2 separate regions of the Danio rerio genome follow, and region 2 is linked to region 1. The links are chromatin contacts, called in public Micro-C maps. All regions are on one chromosome and are shown on one strand. The core of a region is the stretch at or near the end of the contact, and the rest is flanking DNA. Distances in the headings are between cores, read along the strand shown. Region 1 overlaps cdc42bpb (CDC42 binding protein kinase beta (DMPK-like)). Region 2 holds the start of cdc42bpb (CDC42 binding protein kinase beta (DMPK-like)).

The links. Hi-C and Micro-C count contacts between places; a contact is called where the count stands out from the background.
Region 2: a Micro-C map of caudal fin shows a contact between it and region 1, with 7 times the contacts expected there. The contact joins the promoter of cdc42bpb here to the enhancer-like site in region 1. A contact is called at or near these places in 2 of 18 Hi-C or Micro-C datasets (caudal fin and an unstated tissue).

Annotation. Positions count from the first base shown.
Region 1 is chr20:20,914,535-20,917,968 of GRCz12tu, forward strand. cdc42bpb (CDC42 binding protein kinase beta (DMPK-like)) reads right to left here. Exons shown (of 36, transcript NM_001045125.2): 6 at 1,903-1,996. Among named protein-coding and RNA genes, the nearest start is that of cdc42bpb, 69 kb to the right of the region's middle. Within about 2 kb of position 1,662, at least 8 of the 62 cell types and tissues checked have an H3K27ac peak or open chromatin away from gene starts, as enhancers often do. A contact at or near this core is called in caudal fin, where this site is marked.
Region 2 is chr20:20,983,953-20,987,386 of GRCz12tu, forward strand. cdc42bpb (CDC42 binding protein kinase beta (DMPK-like)) reads right to left here and starts at 1,567. Exons shown (of 36, transcript NM_001045125.2): 1 at 1,371-1,567. The coding sequence starts at 1,545.

The sequences.
Region 1 (3,434 bases), core at 412-2,911:
AGGAATATGACTAGTCATAATATTTTTGCAGATATCTCCAATCTGATTTCGTACTAGTACAATTGTAAATGCAGATATCTGTAATTGTCATTCTGACTAGTCGAATTATAATTATGACTAGTCAAAATATAATTAGAGATATCTCAAAATATGTTTATGGATAGTCACAACAAAGGTTTAAATGCTAAAACGGCTTGCCATGCGCGCGTCTATCAAAGTCCGCCCTCTGTAGTAACAGCTCACGGTCAGCTCACGTCATGTGTGATTTTGCGGCGGGAACATTATTTGAAGACAGAATGATATTTTAGGGTGAATTGTACCTTATAAATACAGTGTGTGACTCTTTCAACACCATTAGGAGGTATCCATGTCGCTGTGCAAAGTATGTAAATCACTGTGAAGACTTTAAAACTTAGGATGTTTGACCCAGTATGCGTGTCAAAAAGCGGACGAGTCTAAAGCAATGACTGTACAACCGAAATGTTGCCAGACGTCTGATTTTGAAGGATGGGCCATCCTTTATTTCAGCTCCACTCATCTTGGTCTGCTAACATTACTGCTGCTGCAATCTGAACTCACATGCGACAGCAGGTGGAACGTAGCTCACGTGCAAACAGTGACTAATAAGAGAAACTAATAAGAGAAAACGGACGTCATATCGTAATTAAATCGTCAAAACGCCACGATGCATATTGAGACATTTTTGCATCGCAATAAATCGTACAACGATAAATCGTTACACCCCTACTCATTACTGAGTAAGATAAACTTCGATAAGAAAAGATGTGCATAAACTACGATGGAAAAACTTTTATCAAACAAATTCCAGTATGTGCATTAAAAAAGCTCATGTGATTTTGTTATAAGAGATCATGTGATGAAAAAAATGTGTGCAAATGGATAAATTAGCAGACTGAGCACCCTGTAAAATGACTGAAATGTTGTTTAGGTCATTCTAAAATACTTTAACCATATCAGTATTAGAGTTATTATATTATTATTTACCTTCAGAATCAAGAGTGTCTGTGCTCCGCGTCTCACGCCTTCAAACGCAACCACGCGTGTCAGGATTGCCTTCTGAGGTGCAATTCATTTATTAGATGAGGAAATGATTCATGCTGCTTGTCCTAGCACAGCAAATTACATTTTTACTGTTGATATTTGGAGCCAGTTAATCTGGAAGTGACGCTTTTGTTCGATTTGACTCGGATAGAAATGCTGCTTTACTCACACATTTTTGGATGGAAACATAGCTAATGACTTCCATATGATTTGTTTTTCCTACTATGATATTCAATGCTTACAGCATTCTTCAAAATATCAACTTTTGTGTTCAACAGAAGAAATAAACTCATAAAGGTTTGGAATCATTTAAGGGAGAGTAAATGGTGAGTACATTTTCACTTTTGGGTGAACTAGCCCTTTTAAATCTCAGTCAATTGTGCATCATTACAACCTCTACTCATCTTCATCCAATTAAAAGAGTAACATCCCCAAACAATAAGGGATCTCCTCACATGTAAAACAAGCCGGTAAAACAAAAAAAATTAATAGATAAATAACGCCTCATCTGCATGCTGCTGGCACACACCAACACACACACAACATTAGATAAAAGCTGTTTTGGCCTTGGTATCAGCGCTCTATGGTGACTCATCAGATTGTGAGTACAGGAGTGGCAGCAACGGCCCTTTCTAATTAGCCTCTCTTTCTAGGGCAGCAGTGGCTCCATTAATGTCAGAAGCAAAGAGAAAGAGAGAAACAGAGAGAGGAAGAGAGAAAAAAAGGGCAGGGGCAGTGATTTTATCCAACAGATGGAGACCACCCTGAGAGGATGACAAACAGGCTCTGGTTTTGGACTCACACCCTAGTTTTTATTTTTTTAAGTTGAGCCACACTCACCGTGCCGTCTTGCATCATCTTCAGACAGGAGCCGAAGTCAGCGAGTCGGATGTGGCCGTTCATGTCCAGCAGCACGTTGTCTGGTTTTATATCCCTGTGGGAGCAAGAAACAACTTTAAGCATAAAGTAATTTAAGTAGCCTTTAAAAATAAAACAATTATAAAAAAGGTTTCTTAAAAACATTAACTTTAAACACCTAAAATTCACATTAATTTATTTTCGCTGCAATCATTTCAAACTAGTATGAGTTACCTTCTTTCGAGTTCAACAGAAGAAACAGCATGATAAAAACCGACAGCCATTGAATTTTTTTCCTAATAATGATGCCAGTGGCTATCGAATCCAACATTTTTCAAAATATCTTCTTTTTGTCCAACATAAAAAACCAATAAATGTTTGAAACAACCAGTGAATGTATAAATGATGACAGGATGTTTATTTTGCTAAGCTGAACTATCCCTTTAAGAGCTTTTTACATTAGAAATGAACCAATCATGAACAAAAATTGGTTGCCAGCATAGAAAATTCACACGATAAAATCTGGTAAAAAATTTTTTAATTCTAATAAATAATAATCAAATTATTGAAATAAAAAGAAAAGCATTGGCCTAAATGATGCAAAAAGTACTAACATGATGAGCTGATGAGAAAATCGACAATTTGGGTTTGTAAATGTCTCTTGGATTTCAGTGGTTTCATGCTCCCGGTAGTTACACAAACACAATGGGTCAGCGCAAACGTTTATCAACATAACGTTACATTTTTTGGGTCACAAGCCACCAGTTGAGTACCCGCGCTATAAAGACGGCTCTGAAAAAAAAAAAAAAAAAAGGAAAAACCAACACTCCAGTAGACCTACACACCATTCATCCCGCAGCTGACTGGGAGATGTTATTACTCCAGTGGGCAACAGTTTTGCCATGCTCAGCCATGCCCTGCTCTCCATGTAAACAGGCTGCCTTTGTTCACACACACACACACACACACTCTCACACACACTCACACACTCTCTCCACCACTAGGCCACACACACAGTGCCCTCTGATTCGCAGCACTGGCACCATGGCGAGCACAGCGGGTACAGAGTAAACATGGTGTCAAAACTCATCGCACACACAATCCACACCATTCACAACCTCACTGGCTGTCAGTGGAAGCACGAAGGGGTCGTTCAGTCGCCACATGTGCGTTTACGAGCATAATCGTGACTTTAGTCAGCTGCTTCGGCCTGACAGGCTGGAGACTTTACAGTAGGTGTGAATGAAGGGTTAAAGAGGCTGTGATGATTGGTTGAGGGAGCAAAAGGGTGCTTCATCCCAAAATAAAATATAGCATCTCTGATTCGCCCTTATGTTATCATACAAACATAAGGCTTTTGTAAATTAGTGGAAAACACAAAGAGAAATGTTTTGAAGAATGTCCTGCTTTTTCCATACTGTGCTGGTGGACAGGACACAAAAAAGCTCATCAGAAGCATTAGTTTTCTGTTGTAAGTTTTGCATGGTAACTTTTCTCTGTTAATGCAACAGTCC
Region 2 (3,434 bases), core at 317-2,816, 69 kb after region 1:
CTACTTCTGTAGATAATCTTATGTCTTTGTCATTAAAAATATGTATGATTTTGGGAAAAATAGATGATTTTCTCTTCATAGAAGGACCCTAATATACAGTATACAGTTTTTTCTAACTATTAATTTAGACTCACTACAAATCTTTACTTTTTAAACATTACATTTTGCCCACACTACTGAGATTTCTTTTTACATCTTCGTAAACAATATATGACAATATATACTATATATTAGGCATCGGACGAGAACCGTTTTCAAGGAATACTGCGGTTTAAAAGTCAAGGTTTTAAAACCGACAAAGTTTTCTGTAATACAGTTCCTAAGGTATAAGTAAGATTTTTATTTACATTTTTTTTACAACAACATTATTTCCAGCAGAAAAAATATCCAAAGATGCCATTTTAAAATGTAAAGAAATCTGTGTTTTTGAAACAAATGAAGACAGCAGAAGTCTATGATTCATTTTGATTATTTAGCCTGCCATGTTTACTGCTCCAAAATATTATAAACTTTCAAAAAATAAAATATATTGTTTTCAAAGGGGAAAAATTGGTTGTTTTTTTACTCAGACATTGAAAAAGAATATCTTTTAGAGCAGTGAGCACAATACCGTGAAACCGTGATATTTTTATCCAAGGTTATCATACCCATATATGATTAGGTTATCATACCTATTATATATATATATATATATATATATATATATATATATATATATATATAAACACACACACACACACAAACGGTTTAGATGCAAAAAACTTTAAATCCTTCTAAGACTCTTGCGTGTAGAAATTTTGCTCTTAAAGTGAGAAATACGTTCTTTTCATTGCCTTCAGTGAAATACTAGAACATAAACATAGGAGGTTGCGAAAAATGCTCATGTTAGGAGAGAATTTCAGATGATATTTAAAGGTTTTTGCATCTGAACTCTTCCTATCTTAATATATAATATCAACACACACACACACACACACACACACACACACACACATATATATATATATATATATATATATATATATATATATATATATATATATATATATATATAAATTATTATAAGCAGATGCAACTTCAGCAGCATCTACTTTGCATCAGCTGCCCAACCCTATACTATCCACCATAAGCTCATATAAATCCTTGTTTTTGAGTACTTCAACTGGAACAACAACACGTCAAGCAGTATCGTCCAAACAACGAGGCCAGGAATCCCAAGAGCAAATGTCACGGCAGCAATTTTGACAATAGCCTGAAGTCAGCTGGGTGATTAAGGCAAATGTAATAACAGATAAACAGGTCTTAAAGGCACACGCACAGATTTTCATCCCCGAACGCGGTCACTAATGCACTCAAATCCATCAACTTACCCCATTCCAAAAAGTCCGTCACATGTTTTTCCCGTTTTAAGGGCGAGTTGCTGCACTCGTTGTATAAACATATGAGAATATCCAGCAGTGTCTCCACACTCAGTGACTTGTCGTTTTTCTGATGGCCATCCAGCAGCAACTGCTCCAACTTCTTCAGGCGCACCTTCGCAGACATTTTCTACCAATTTAGCGGCCTGGCTACCACTCCCAGAGCCAGAAGATGTGAAATAACACTTGTCGGATTTAATATAACCGGTATTCGCGTTATAAATACACACAGTTGGTGTTTATCTGGCCAAAACGTGTGGAGCTCTGAAGTCCCAGACTCCAACTGCTAGCCAGCCATCCAGCTAGCCAGCTAGCAAAATGTGCCCAACATTGTGCTGAGATAAACGAAGCCCTAATGCGCCTAACCCCGCTGTTGTCCGCCGGTTTCCAGCCTTTCCTCCCCCCTCCTCACTCCTGAGGCCCCGTCGGCTCCATTCGCCTTAATCCGGACAAATCTGTACTTTCCACTTTGCGGGATGTGTCGGGGCTTTTTCTCCCGTCGAATCTCAGGATGACTGGACGCTCATTCCGCTCAGCTGGAATTCTTCAGGAATAAACGAAGAACTACACACACCTTGGACCTACATAAACACGCCCCCCACAAAACTGGGTGATTTCTCGAGGTAGGCGAATCCTCGAGTGTGAGCGGGACTAGCCGGTGTGCTGCTCCGCGAAGCCGAATATGGCTGCATTCGTGTTCAGCCTTGTCTAGCGTTCCCGAATGAAGAATCCAGACCCGGGATAGCGGAGCCCCGCCCACCCGCACCGGAAACGCTGGGGATATGTGTGTGACGCCATGGTTTGATTGACACCGGGAGGCGGCGAGCACTGACCTCATCAGGAGCTCATATGCACTGAAAACAGCCGAAGCGTCCTCTCGTTGACCAGACCCAAACACTCGGTTCAACAGGGAACTCCGTGAATGAAGAGCTTACAGATTTTAGCAACAGTGGCGGATTTAGGGATTTGGGGGCCCCAAGTTCTGAAATGTATCCTTTCTACTTTTATTTAATTTGTATTTATTTTGTCACTATATCACTATCACTATATATTCTTTTCTACGTTTTATCTCAATACATTTACATGTTTTACTTAAAAAAAAAAAAAAAACTTTTTTAATACATTTACAATTTTACATTTTAAATAATTAGATTGCTTAAAATGAATTTACTATTAACAAAAATAATAAATAAATAAATATATATATATATATATATATATATATATATATATATATATATATATATATATATATATATATATATATATATATATATATATATATGGCTCCATGATTGATGGTGGTGGATATGTTTTAGTAGTATTATTATTACATAACATAGTAATATTAATAGTATATTTTATTGTATATAAAATAACATTTAATTACCTAATAATTTTATTTGCATAACTGTTATACAAAATGTGATAGAAAACAATGTTATATATAGTTTATAGGTATAATTTATACTTCAAGATATTTATTGGGGGCCCCTTGATATCCTGGAGCCCCAAGCAGCCGCTTACCTTGCATATTGATTAAATCTGCCCCTGATTAGCAAATGTATGTTTGTTTTTCTCTGGTGTTCTAATTACTTTCTACTTTTTAAAATAATTTTAAATTAAACATGTAAATATTTATTAAGGCTGACACAGGGATGCAGTAGGTAGTGCTGTCGCCTCTCACAAAAAGGTCGCTGGTTCGAGCCACGGCTGGGTCAGTTGGCATTTCTGTGTGGAGTTTGCATGTTGTCCTCGTGTTTGTGTGGGTTTCCTCTGGGTGCTCCGGTTTTCCCCACAGTCCAAAGACATGCGGTACAGGTGAATTGGGTAGGCTAAATTGTCAGTAGAGTATGAGTGTGTGTGGATGTTTCCCAGAGATGGATTGCCAATGGAAGGGCATCTGCTGTGGAAAACATATGCTGGAAAAGTTGGCGGTTCATTCCGCAGTGGCGACCCCAGATTAATAAAGGCACTAAGCCGAAAAGAAAATGAATGAATGAATCCATTTTTATA